Regions from separate parts of the Triticum aestivum genome. Here region 1 is linked to region 2. A link is a contact called in public Hi-C data. All regions are on one chromosome and are shown on one strand. The core of a region is the stretch at or near the end of the contact, and the rest is flanking DNA. Distances in the headings are between cores, read along the strand shown.

The links. Hi-C and Micro-C count contacts between places; a contact is called where the count stands out from the background.
Region 1: a Hi-C map of leaf shows a contact between it and region 2, with 3 times the contacts expected there. The contact joins the promoter of LOC123113363 here to the promoter of LOC123113362 in region 2. A contact is called at or near these places in 3 of 5 Hi-C or Micro-C datasets (all in leaf).

The regions. Positions count from the first base shown.
Region 1 is chr5B:578,724,191-578,729,679 of IWGSC CS RefSeq v2.1, forward strand. LOC123113363 (LRR receptor-like serine/threonine-protein kinase RPK2) reads right to left here and starts at 3,043. Exons shown (of 5, transcript XM_044534576.1): 1 at 1-3,043. The coding sequence starts at 2,745.
Region 2 is chr5B:578,454,213-578,459,613 of IWGSC CS RefSeq v2.1, forward strand. LOC123113362 (60S ribosomal protein L13a-4) reads left to right here and starts at 1,298. Exons shown (of 4, transcript XM_044534574.1): 1 at 1,298-1,643; 2 at 1,758-1,874; 3 at 1,959-2,046; 4 at 3,375-3,706. The coding sequence starts at 1,372. The coding sequence ends at 3,518. LOC123113361 reads left to right here. Exons shown (of 8, transcript XM_044534573.1): 8 at 1-327. The coding sequence ends at 106. LOC123118051 (small nucleolar RNA SNORD24) reads left to right here and starts at 3,178; the gene lies at 3,178-3,260. It also overlaps the pseudogene LOC123118116, the pseudogene LOC123118119, the pseudogene LOC123118126 and the pseudogene LOC123118118.

The DNA.
Region 1 (5,489 bases), core at 1,793-4,292, 270 kb after region 2:
AACACGGCAAGTCATCGCATACTCTGGAGCAACATACCCAAAAGTACCCGCGACACCGGTGGTTGCATGAGTTTCTGAATTCCCAAGTAGTCTTGCTAATCCAAAATCAGAAAGGTATGCAGTGTACTCATTGTCGAGCAAGATGTTGCTTGGCTTCACATCCCGGTGCAGAATACGTGGGACACAATTATCATGAAGATATGCAAGTGCACGTGCAACATCTAGAGCAATTTTGTGAAGCATTCTCCAATCAATTGGTCTCTTTGTCCTTTCCTGTATGAACCTTTCCAAGTTACCGCCGGGCAGAAAATTGTATATTAGAAACATCTCTGAATCACTGAGGTGGTACCCTATGAGTGTTACAAGATTGTCATGCCGACACCTTCCAAGAGTTTTCACCTCTGCTTGGAACTGCTGAATACCTTGGAACCTTCCAATAGCCAGCCGCTTTATTGCCACCAGAATGCCTGGTGCAATCTCAGCTTTGTATGTTGCTCCAAAGCCACCACTTCCAATGCAATTGCTTGCATTAAAACTGCCAGCAGCGCGTACAACGGTCTCATATGTCAAAGGAGCACCAATATCCACAAAAACAGTAACTTCCCTTCTCCTGTTAGAACGCCTTGATGGTCTTGATGCACATTTACGAGTGTAAATGTAAAGGATGATCAGGGCCAAGAGAACTGCAACAATCGCTGATGCTGAGGTTATTGAGGCAATCTCTATTTTGGTGAAGCCTCCGCCATCGCTGGATGTATTCTCAGGTTCTGGACTAGCCTCATTCTCACTGAGTGCTCGCACATTCGAATGCAATGGCCCAGCCAAGTTATTGAATGAAATGTTAAAAACAGACAGTGATACTGGGGTAAGGTCGGCAATGTTTCCAGAGAGCTCATTATTGTTCAGCAGAAGTGTCGTGAGACCTCTCAGTGTCACAATATTACTAGGGACATTCCCAGACAGAGAATTGGATGAGAGATCTAAAATCTCCAGTGATTCCAACTGCCCCAAAGAGGACGGTATCTGACCAGTGATATTGTTTGCAGCTAACGAGAGAAATTTCAAGCTCTTGAGGTCTTTGAAACTGGCAGGTATTTGACCAACCAGAAAGTTTTTGCTGATGTCCATCTTTACAAGAGCACCCAACAAACCAATGTTAGCAGGCAACACTCCTGAAATTTGATTCTCGGCTAGAACCAAAACTCTGATGGCATGGCATTTTGAGCAGATTTCTTCTGTGAGCTCACCAGATATCTTGTTGTCTCGGAAGCTGACGATCAAACCATTTAAGTTGCTGCACTGTTCCAACAGAATTGCATCCAATGATCCTGTGAAGTTATTGTGATCAAGAGTTAATGCATGCAAGGTCCTGTTTCCATATCTGTCTGCACTAACTGGCAAGGATGTAAGACGGCCTCCAAACTTGTTCTTTGCAAAATTATGGTATACAACCGAACACTCTCCTGATTCACAGTAACCCAATGATAGTTGTGCTACAGCTTGGGACATGAAGGGTGAAGAATAGCCAGATGTCACGCCATCCAACGGTTGCTGTGATGCACATTCTTTGTTCGCAAACGCTGGAATTGAGCCTGACAGTTCATTGCCACTGACATCAAACACATCCATACAATGCAGATGAAGATTTTTATCAAGCGAACCGGACAATCTATTGGAACTGAGGTTGAGAAACTTGAGGTTTCTACACTGCCCTAGCTCCCTCGGAATCACTCCAGCAAGTAAATTACCTCCGAGATTAACCATCTCCAAACTATGGCAGCTTCCCCAATTGCTTGGGAGATTTCCTTTCAGGCCCGCCTTCGGCGCCCATAACAACCTAAGCTTTGGCAAAGCTGTCACGCTCTCCGGAAGCTCTCCCTCAAAGAGATTGAACTCATGGGGTTTCACTGCATCAAACTGGCTCGACAACACGAGAACCGACAAACCTGAGCAGTTCCCTAGCTCCCTGGGTACCAGACCGCTCAATCTGTTACCCGATACGTCCAAAACCCGCAGCTTGCTCAGCCGTCCAAGCTCTGGTGGGATGGAACCGTCCAACATATTGGAGAAGAGGCGCAACGAGCGGAGCTGTGTGCAGCTCCCCAGAGCAGAGGGGATGCTCCCGGCAAGAAGGTTCCGGGACAGGTCGAGCTGCCTCAGCCTGGGGAGGCCGCCGACGACCGCCGGCACGGACCCGTTGAGCCGGTTGCCGGAAAGATCCAAGAAGTTCAACTCCGTGCAGCTGCAGAGGGAGGCAGGGATCTCGCCGCTGAGCGCGTTGGAGGAGAGGTTGAGCACCCTCAGCCGCGGCGGGAAGGCGGGCGGGAGGGCGCCCCGGAGCGAGTTCCCGGCGAGGTTGACCCCCTCGAGCTTCTCCAGCCGCCAGATCTCCGCGGGGATCTCGCCGAAAAGGCCCAAGGAGGGCAAGGAGAGCTGCTTGAGCTCGGTGAGGAGCCCGACCGACGTGGGCAGCTGGCCGGCGATCCCGCTCCCGCGCGGGAAGCTGGAGGGCACGTGGAGGGCGACGACCCGGGACCTCGCATCGCAGGCGACCCCCGGCCAGGAGCAGTGGTCCGCGCCCGACGGCCACCGGCGGAGCAGCTCGGAGGAGGGGACGGCGTCCCTGAGCCGGAGAAGCGCCGATCTGTCCTGCTCCTGGCCACGGTTCGACGAGGAGGCGGCGAGCAGCGGGAGCAGGAGCAGGAGCAGCAGGACGGCGGCGGTGCTCCGGCGAGCGGCCACCATCTCCGCCCAGCCGAAGGCGAGGGACGGCCCGGGGGTGCTGCGGTTGGTGCAGCGGAGGCGACGACCGACGAGGGAGGGGAGGGGAGAGGGAGGGGCAAACTCACATGGGGAAGAAGAAGAGCCCGGGCGCGCGCGCGATATCGGGGGACTCGGAGGGGGCGGAGGCGATATTTTTTCTGCCTGCGCCTTGTCTGTTGTCTCCCTCCGGTTTTGGTTGGTGCTGCTGGACTGACTGCTGGTGCCGGTCCTCCCTCTGCTTCCCCTTCCGTGGCTTCCTTCGCTGCACTTTCCTCGTCGCCTCTCCCGTCCTCCACTGATAATTCATCCCCCCTTCGTCCTCCGTTTCTTTATTTTTTATTAAATCGTTTGGGTCTGACCGTATTGCCCTCGGAAAGATGGGTTTTGTTTGCTGATGAGGGAGGGCGTGGCTGCCGTGCCGGTGCCTGACCAAGCGTCCATGCTTTTGGGTTTTGACCAGGCCTTGCCTGCCATGCTCCGATTTTCTTTGGAGATGTGGATGGATGGGGTTAGGATTAGTAGGAGGGTTTCACACATCATTGGAACCACCGATCTACTTTTTATTTTATATACTATGGAAAAAGAGTTTATGTTTTTAACATCTCAGTTTCAATTTTGTGATTAAACAGTGACGGCCTCTTCGAGTCACGGGATTTCCCAAGCGCGGGAATAGAAAAGTAGGAATATAGTTTTTTTTTAACGAAAGAGGTTTCCCTCCAATTTCATTAACGAAACCACATCGACCACAAACCACGGGCACTCCCGTCCAGTCATTGGGTTCGAAAAGATAACAACCTTAATCTAAGCTAAAGACCACTAGCTGCGGAGGGAAAACAAAAGACATGACATGCATCGCTTACACCAGTACAGTTATTTAAACTTCTACAAGTTATCAAGATTACATGACGAAAACAGAGGGAAGGAGAGAAGATTCATCATCTTCCCAGTCGCTGAACTCTAGGTCTCCATCCCTGTGCCGCCTTGTATATCTCACTTGCCACCCGCTCGATTAGTTTTGCTCCCAGCTGCGGTAGTTTTTGTTCCGGCTTTTTTATCTACAAAACCGACCAATCAGCAATCCAATTGCACATAATTCAGATGAATATCATGGGATCATATATCTTTCTAGATCTGAAAATAATATCATTTCTGCATTTCCTGGGAGCCCAAAATACAACAGCGCTTCCCACCAGAACTAGTTTTTTCTCAAGTTTTTTAAAGATTTTCAACCACCTACCCAAGTAATCATTTGAGTTTATTGGGGTTGTTCTAAGGTCCAGAGCACATTTGATCAAACTCCAGACCAATCTAGCCGCTGAGCATTCAAAGAACAAATGATCAATGTTCTCTTCTCGCCCACAATATACACACTCTTTTCCTCCCTTCCATCCTTTCTTGATCAAATTGTCTTTGGTAAAAATGCTTCTTCTTGTAAACAGCCAAAGGAACATTTTAATCTTGGCTGGGATTTTAATTTTCCACAGGAATTTGTGTGGGAATCCCACACCATCATTGATCAGGAATGAGTATAAAGACTTAACCGAAAATTTTCTGTTTTCAGTGAGCATCCAGAGGGGTTGATCTTTCCCCCCATGCATCCTCACCTCCTCGCATCTTGTTTTTAGGCTATTCCAGAGTTCTATCGTTTCTCCTGTCAAGGTTCGTCTGAAGCTAAATCCCTGCCAGCCTCTGTTAATAGCTTCTGCCACTGAGATATTATGGTCAAAGCTAATGTTGTATAGTCTAGGGTATAGATCTTTTAGGGGTTTAGATCCCACCCACCAATCTTCCTAGAATCTAGTCTCAATCTTGAAACTCACATTAAGCAAGCAAATTGGTCTGAATTTCTGTATTTGTTTGGCATCTTTAACCTTGGGAACTAATGTAATAATTCCATAATTCAACCTAGAAATATCTAGATTTCCGGAATGGAAGTCATCAAGTAGGCCCTTAAGGTCCCATTTAATTAATTCCCAGAAATTCTGGTAAAATTCTACAAGTAGACCATCTGGACCAGGGTTTTTGTTTTTGTCCATATTGAACACCACCTCCTGCAACTCTTACATACTGAAGGGCTCAATCAAAGTTCTAGCTTGTTCTTCTGAGATGCCAGGAGCATCTTGGATGTTTAAATTCACAGTAGAGTTTTCAGGTTGACCAAATAGGTCTTTATAAAAATTTGTGATGTATTTAACCAGTTCCTCACCCCCTTCAATCTCACCTTCAGCTTGGCTTAGAGAAAATATTCTATTTTTCCTCCTCCCCCCCACTTTGGCATGGTAATACTTGGTGTTGTTATCCCCATCTCTGGTCTCTCTATCTTTATATCTTTGCAACCATTTTAGTTCTTCTTGTTTCATCGGTCTCCCTAATTGAGCTCTCAATTCTTTTTGTTCATTTCTATCCCATGCAGATAGCCCCAGTACCTCTGCTCTTTTATCAATATCATCTAGTTTGCATAGTAGTTCTTTTTTTTGTATAGTGCATCTGAGTTTAGGATCCATCCCCTTACTTTTTGTCTAAACAATGTAGGAATAGAGTGGCATGGCATCATCAGTACTACGGGCTTGTGAGGATGTTTGATTGTGCACTGAAAAAACAAAGGATTCTTTCAAAAAAGTTGAAGTGGATGAAAAGTTTGCTACTCCCTCTCAACCATACTAACTGCCGTTGATCCAATACGAAGAATACTAAGGAAAAATTCATATGGTTTGCGATGATACGAA
Region 2 (5,401 bases), core at 48-2,547:
TCGCAACAATCCATTTGGTCAACCTTTTCTTACACATAGTGATCCACATTGGGACTTCTATGCTGAAATAGCTGGTAAAGAGTATGGCGCATTGACTTGTGCCTGAACTTCCCAATATGTAGTGAGGCGGACTAGTAGACTGATCTTGTGTTGATTCTTCAGACATGAGGGGAAGTTATGGCATGTTTGTTGTATACCTGACCTCCAAACTAATTTTATCGTGGGTTATGGAAAAAGTTGGTGCATCGAAGATTGGATTTTGGGCACCAGCAGTTATAACTTGTACGGATGGTTTCAAGTGAATATGAATGAATTTTGAGACGGTGACTCAACTTTTTAAAATTGTTTGTCACCGCCTTGTATTTGTTCAGTTTTTCTTCCAGTTTTTTATGTTTTTTTCCTACCAGGGCATTGCTGTGGGTTTGTCTTGTACTTTTATTTCTTGTACCCATTTTCTTGCTAGCCTTAACGGCACTACTCCAGTGTTTATTCCATTTGTTTTGAATTGCTTAAAAAAATCTAGTACTAGATAACATCTACACCACTTCTAAAAAATAGTATTGCTGCGGAGTGCGATTTTCCCATGTGTTTGAACTGCTCTTTGACATTTTTTTTGGGTTATGATCTACAGAACATGTATGGATTCATCTTTGTGACATGTAATGTTTATATGTGTGTTTTAGGAGTTAGTCAAATCATAACATAAATTCGCCAAACATGAAATCAAAGATCGCAAAGCTATATTCACGCAGACGAGAATAGCGCAATCCAACTATCATAAACTTAAACTTAATTAAATGATATTATCATCTATGATAGAAAATAATAATAATTTTTTTTAGAAAATTGAACCAGCCTGTTTGTTTCTCTTAATATTATCAGCCATTTTAATTATGGACAAAAGCTTTGTACAAATAATTCCTCCCTTGACACATTTGTTTTTCATTCCAGATGACATTGTCTTTTTGAAGGTCATCATTTTCATTCTGCTAGAACATACTCATAACTAATATTTGGAGTATTTTTAGTACTCTATTTACAACATTTGGCATGTTTTTTTAATCCACAGCCCGTATGTTTTTTTTTTGAGAAAAATCCACAGCCCGTATGTATATCAGACAAAATCATTCAGCAAGCCCGTCAGCGCAGAATAACATTTTCTAGCCTCATAAAGCCTTTTAAACCTAATAAGCCTAGCCCATCTAACACTACGGCCCGGACCGGACAGGCCCACCAACTGGCCCAGGCAAGACACCCTAAACACGGAGATCTATAAATACGAAACCCTAAGCGGCGCACTCGTCTCCATTCCGCCTCCACCCCCCGAACTCCAAACCCTAGTAGCGCCGCCGCCGCCAGGTAAGAGGCGAGATGGTGTCCGGCTCCGGCGTGTGCGCCAAGCGCGTGGTGGTGGACGCCCGCCACCACATGCTCGGCCGCCTGGCCTCGATCGTCGCCAAGGAGCTGCTCAACGGGCAGCGCGTGGTGGTGGTCCGATGCGAGGAGATCTGCATGTCCGGCGGCCTCGTCCGCCAGAAGATGAAGTACCTCCGCTTCCTCCGCAAGAGGATGAACACCAAGCCCTCCCACGGCCCCATCCACTTCCGCGCCCCGGCCAAGATCCTCTGGCGCACCATCCGCGGGTACGTCTCCGCCGCCGCCGCCTAGATCCGTCGCCTCGCCTATGCACGTGCGTCGCCGTGTCCATTTGGGTTTGTGTGTTCTGATGGTGCCGTGTTTTTGGTGGCGCTCTGCAGTATGATTCCGCACAAGACCGCGAGGGGCGAGGCCGCGCTCGCCAGGCTCAAGGCGTACGAGGGCGTGCCGCCGCCGTACGACAGGACCAAGCGCATGGTCATCCCCGACGCGCTCAAGTACGTCGGCGTTCGACTGCCTTCTAGATCTCTGCGTGCGTCGTGTATGTGTGTTTGATGTTGACGTGGCTTGTGGTTTTGCAGGGTTCTGAGGCTGCAGCCTGGGCACAGGTACTGCCTCCTCGGCCAGCTCTCCAAGGAGGTCGGATGGAACTACGCCGACACCATCAGGGTATGCTCTTTCCCTGTCCTGTTTCTTCAGCGCTCAATAGTTGCTAGTGTGCGACTGCTACCAGTCTGTTAAGACTAGTCTTTTATGTAATGCTAAACTAAAATGTGTCTAGTTATACTAATCATTCTATGAAAGTTCAGTCTGATTTACTGGTACTCTAATAGATACGCCTTCAGCTTTTGTCATATAAACTCTCCTGGTGGTAAATGATTTGTTCTGCATTGTAAAACTGTTTATGATGATTCCCACGGATTTTAGAAACCAGCCACAGTTCATGCTTTATAGTACTGTGAAGAATTTTGTTTGCTCACGCTCAGAATCATTGTTTTACGTATGTCACTTGTGATGTTCTGCTGGCTGAGATGTGCATGATCTGGGTGATGAAGAAAATCGTTCGGATTCCCACTGATTTTTCATGATTATTACAACCAGCTACTTCTGACGGATCATGCCATCTCTTGTACTACATATGTACTCATTTATTATTGAGCAAATACTTTCCTTTGATTTTTTGCAAACCTCTTAGCAGTACTGTTGGTATCCTCTTTTGTGTTCTGCTGGCTGGTGAGATGTGCATTACCTGCGTGATGAAGAAAATCGTTCGGATTCCCACTGATATTTCATGATTATTATAACCAGCTACTTCTGACGGGTGATGCCACCTCCTGAAGTACATTTGCACATTTTTACTGCTTTAGACTGACTTTTCATGCATTCCTTCATTGGTTATGAACCTTATTGCTCATTGTGTTCTGTTGTGTTGAATTGCATGATTCCGGGTTATGAAGAAAATCGTTCGGATTCCCACTGATATTTCATGATTAGAGTAACCAGCTACTTCTGATGGATGATGGCATCTCCTGTATTACATTTGCACTGCTTTATGACTGGCCGTACATGCACTTCTTATTTTGGTTGGAACCTTCTTGCTCTTTGTGTTATATTGGGTTCCATTGCATCCTTCTGTGTGATGAAGAAAATCGTTCGGATTCCCACTGATTCTTAATGATTATCACAACCAGCTACTTCTGACAGATCATGCCATGTTGTGCTCTTGATAGATTTTGCTCTGTTTTGGGTTTCAGTTTTGCATCTCATTCAACAGTTTTGCTGGTGTTCTATTTTCCTTCGAGCCTGTGATGTTATCAAAATATTTGCTACTCTTGATGGGTTTATCCCACTTGATGATCTCAACCACCAAGATCTCTGAGGCTCTTTAGTTCTAGTCTAATGTTATCATTACAGTACATCTGCCATTGCCAGTTTTTGTTCATTATGAGCTGATGTTTGTGCATACCGATTCTCATCACTCTTTGGCCTTTATTCAGGAGCTGGAGGAAAAGAGGAAGGAGAAGGCCAAGATCTCCTACGACAGGAGAAAGCAACTGGCGAAGCTCCGCGTCAAGGCCGAGAAGGCAGCCGAGGAGAAGTTGGGAACTCAGCTGGAGATCCTGGCCCCTATCAAATACTAAGAGATATCAGAGCTTTCGTGCGCCATCAGTTTTGGGAAACCTCTGTCGTATTTTAAGTAGTTTGGTAACTCTGATAGTACAATCTGGTTGGTAAACCTTTGTTATGCATGCAGTTCTGCGACACTCATTTGAAATTTTCTACATGGTGAACTGTTTCGTTTATCAAATGTGTGCATTTGGGAATTCTAGTGAACGTCTATCAGGTGCCTTGCTGTTTTTCTCTTTACTACGGCCTTTGCAGTCCCTTGTTATGACCCTTTGTACATGTCGTTTGCGGCCATCATAGTCGTCTCTACGCCAAGTTGGTAAAGTCTACTGTCACTGCGTCAAGTTCCATCAAAGCGCGTCAAGTAATGTGTTTTTGCTGGGTATTTCTCGGTTTGAGCTCTGTATGAAATATGGGCTTACTTAATTGAAAATCAAACATATATGAAATTTAGTTGAACATTTGAATTTAAATTCAACCACAACCGATGCTGCGCGGTCCTAATTTTTTACAATCGCCGTTATAAAGCGGCCATCCAAAGCAGACCTTGCGACGCCCCTCTCTGACTAACATGCCTTGTAAACCTCCTCTACTCTCAATCTTCTCTTAGCACCACACTCTTGATGGCCTTCTCAAGCTCCAAAGCCTTGCGGGAGGACCTCTCGTCCGAAATGAAAGAGGAGATCGACGCCATTGTAGAGCTCACCGGAGACCGATGCCGTGAACGCGCCAATGGCAGAGGCGTCCCGCGTCGGCCTATGCAGGCATCGAGAAGGCGGAGGTTGTAGGCTTGGCCGGCATGCGCGTGCCGAAATGTGGCCTTTCGCTCCTCCTTGTTGGCCGATTAGCCGCTTGTAGGCTGCGGCGGCGGAGGCTGCAGAGGCAAAGATGAAGGCTGCAGCGGCGAAGCTTGAGCTTCATTTTTTGAGGTTCATGGCTGGCGGGATATGGGAATGGGCGCCGACGATCACTTAGACTAGGTTAGAGTACAATTTAGTTTAAAGAAAATCTGAAATGTAATGAATTTGGTCAGGTTTATATGAAAATCAGCCGGTTTGCATGAGTTTTCTCTGACCTGTTGAAATGCATTTTGAAATGTATGCGGATAGCATTGGATGGCCGGCTCACGCATTCATGTCCGCGGATGGATGTGTTGTCCGATTTACGGGTCAGCGTTAGAGATGCCCTTATGCAATATCGCACATGTGGTCATGGTACGCCACAAGTCTTTTTATCCCAAAAGCGTACAAGACCACAAACAATGGTAAAGCGAGCTTTGGGAGCCCAAATGCTTTCTACATGCTTCTTGTCTCTTGTTTGATATATTCTAAACAAAAGTTATAATATCCCATGTTGTATTGAACGACCATTGATTTCAAAATTCACAGGAGGTGCCTCACCAACAAAAAGCCTTGAAAACAGGTGAGATCTTCGTAGAACATTCAGATCATTATTAGATCCTGTCAATCCAAAATATTAATATCAAATCCACATGTCATTTGATACCACAACTTCTAGAATTATAGTTGCATCTTTACTTTCTCCTTTGAATTGTCCATGTAATGTTGTAGGGCAAATATTCTACTTTCAATGCATGTAATCGGTACATCCAAGCTTTCCCGGAAAGGCTTTTGAACCCATCTCAAGAATTCTTGCGATGTCCTCTTCATTTGGAGCTCAAAGATATTCTTCTCCAAATATCTCAATGACGGGCTTCGTTATTTTTTCCAAACTATCAATGCAAGTACTTTCTACCGTTCCAATCCAATTATCAATAGAATTAGTTGTACATTCGTATGCAAGCATTCTCACGGCTGCACAATTCTTGTTCATACTATTGTGACCTTGTTGACCAGCTGCATTTCTTCTTTATTGAAAGAACGGACAATGTTCTTCA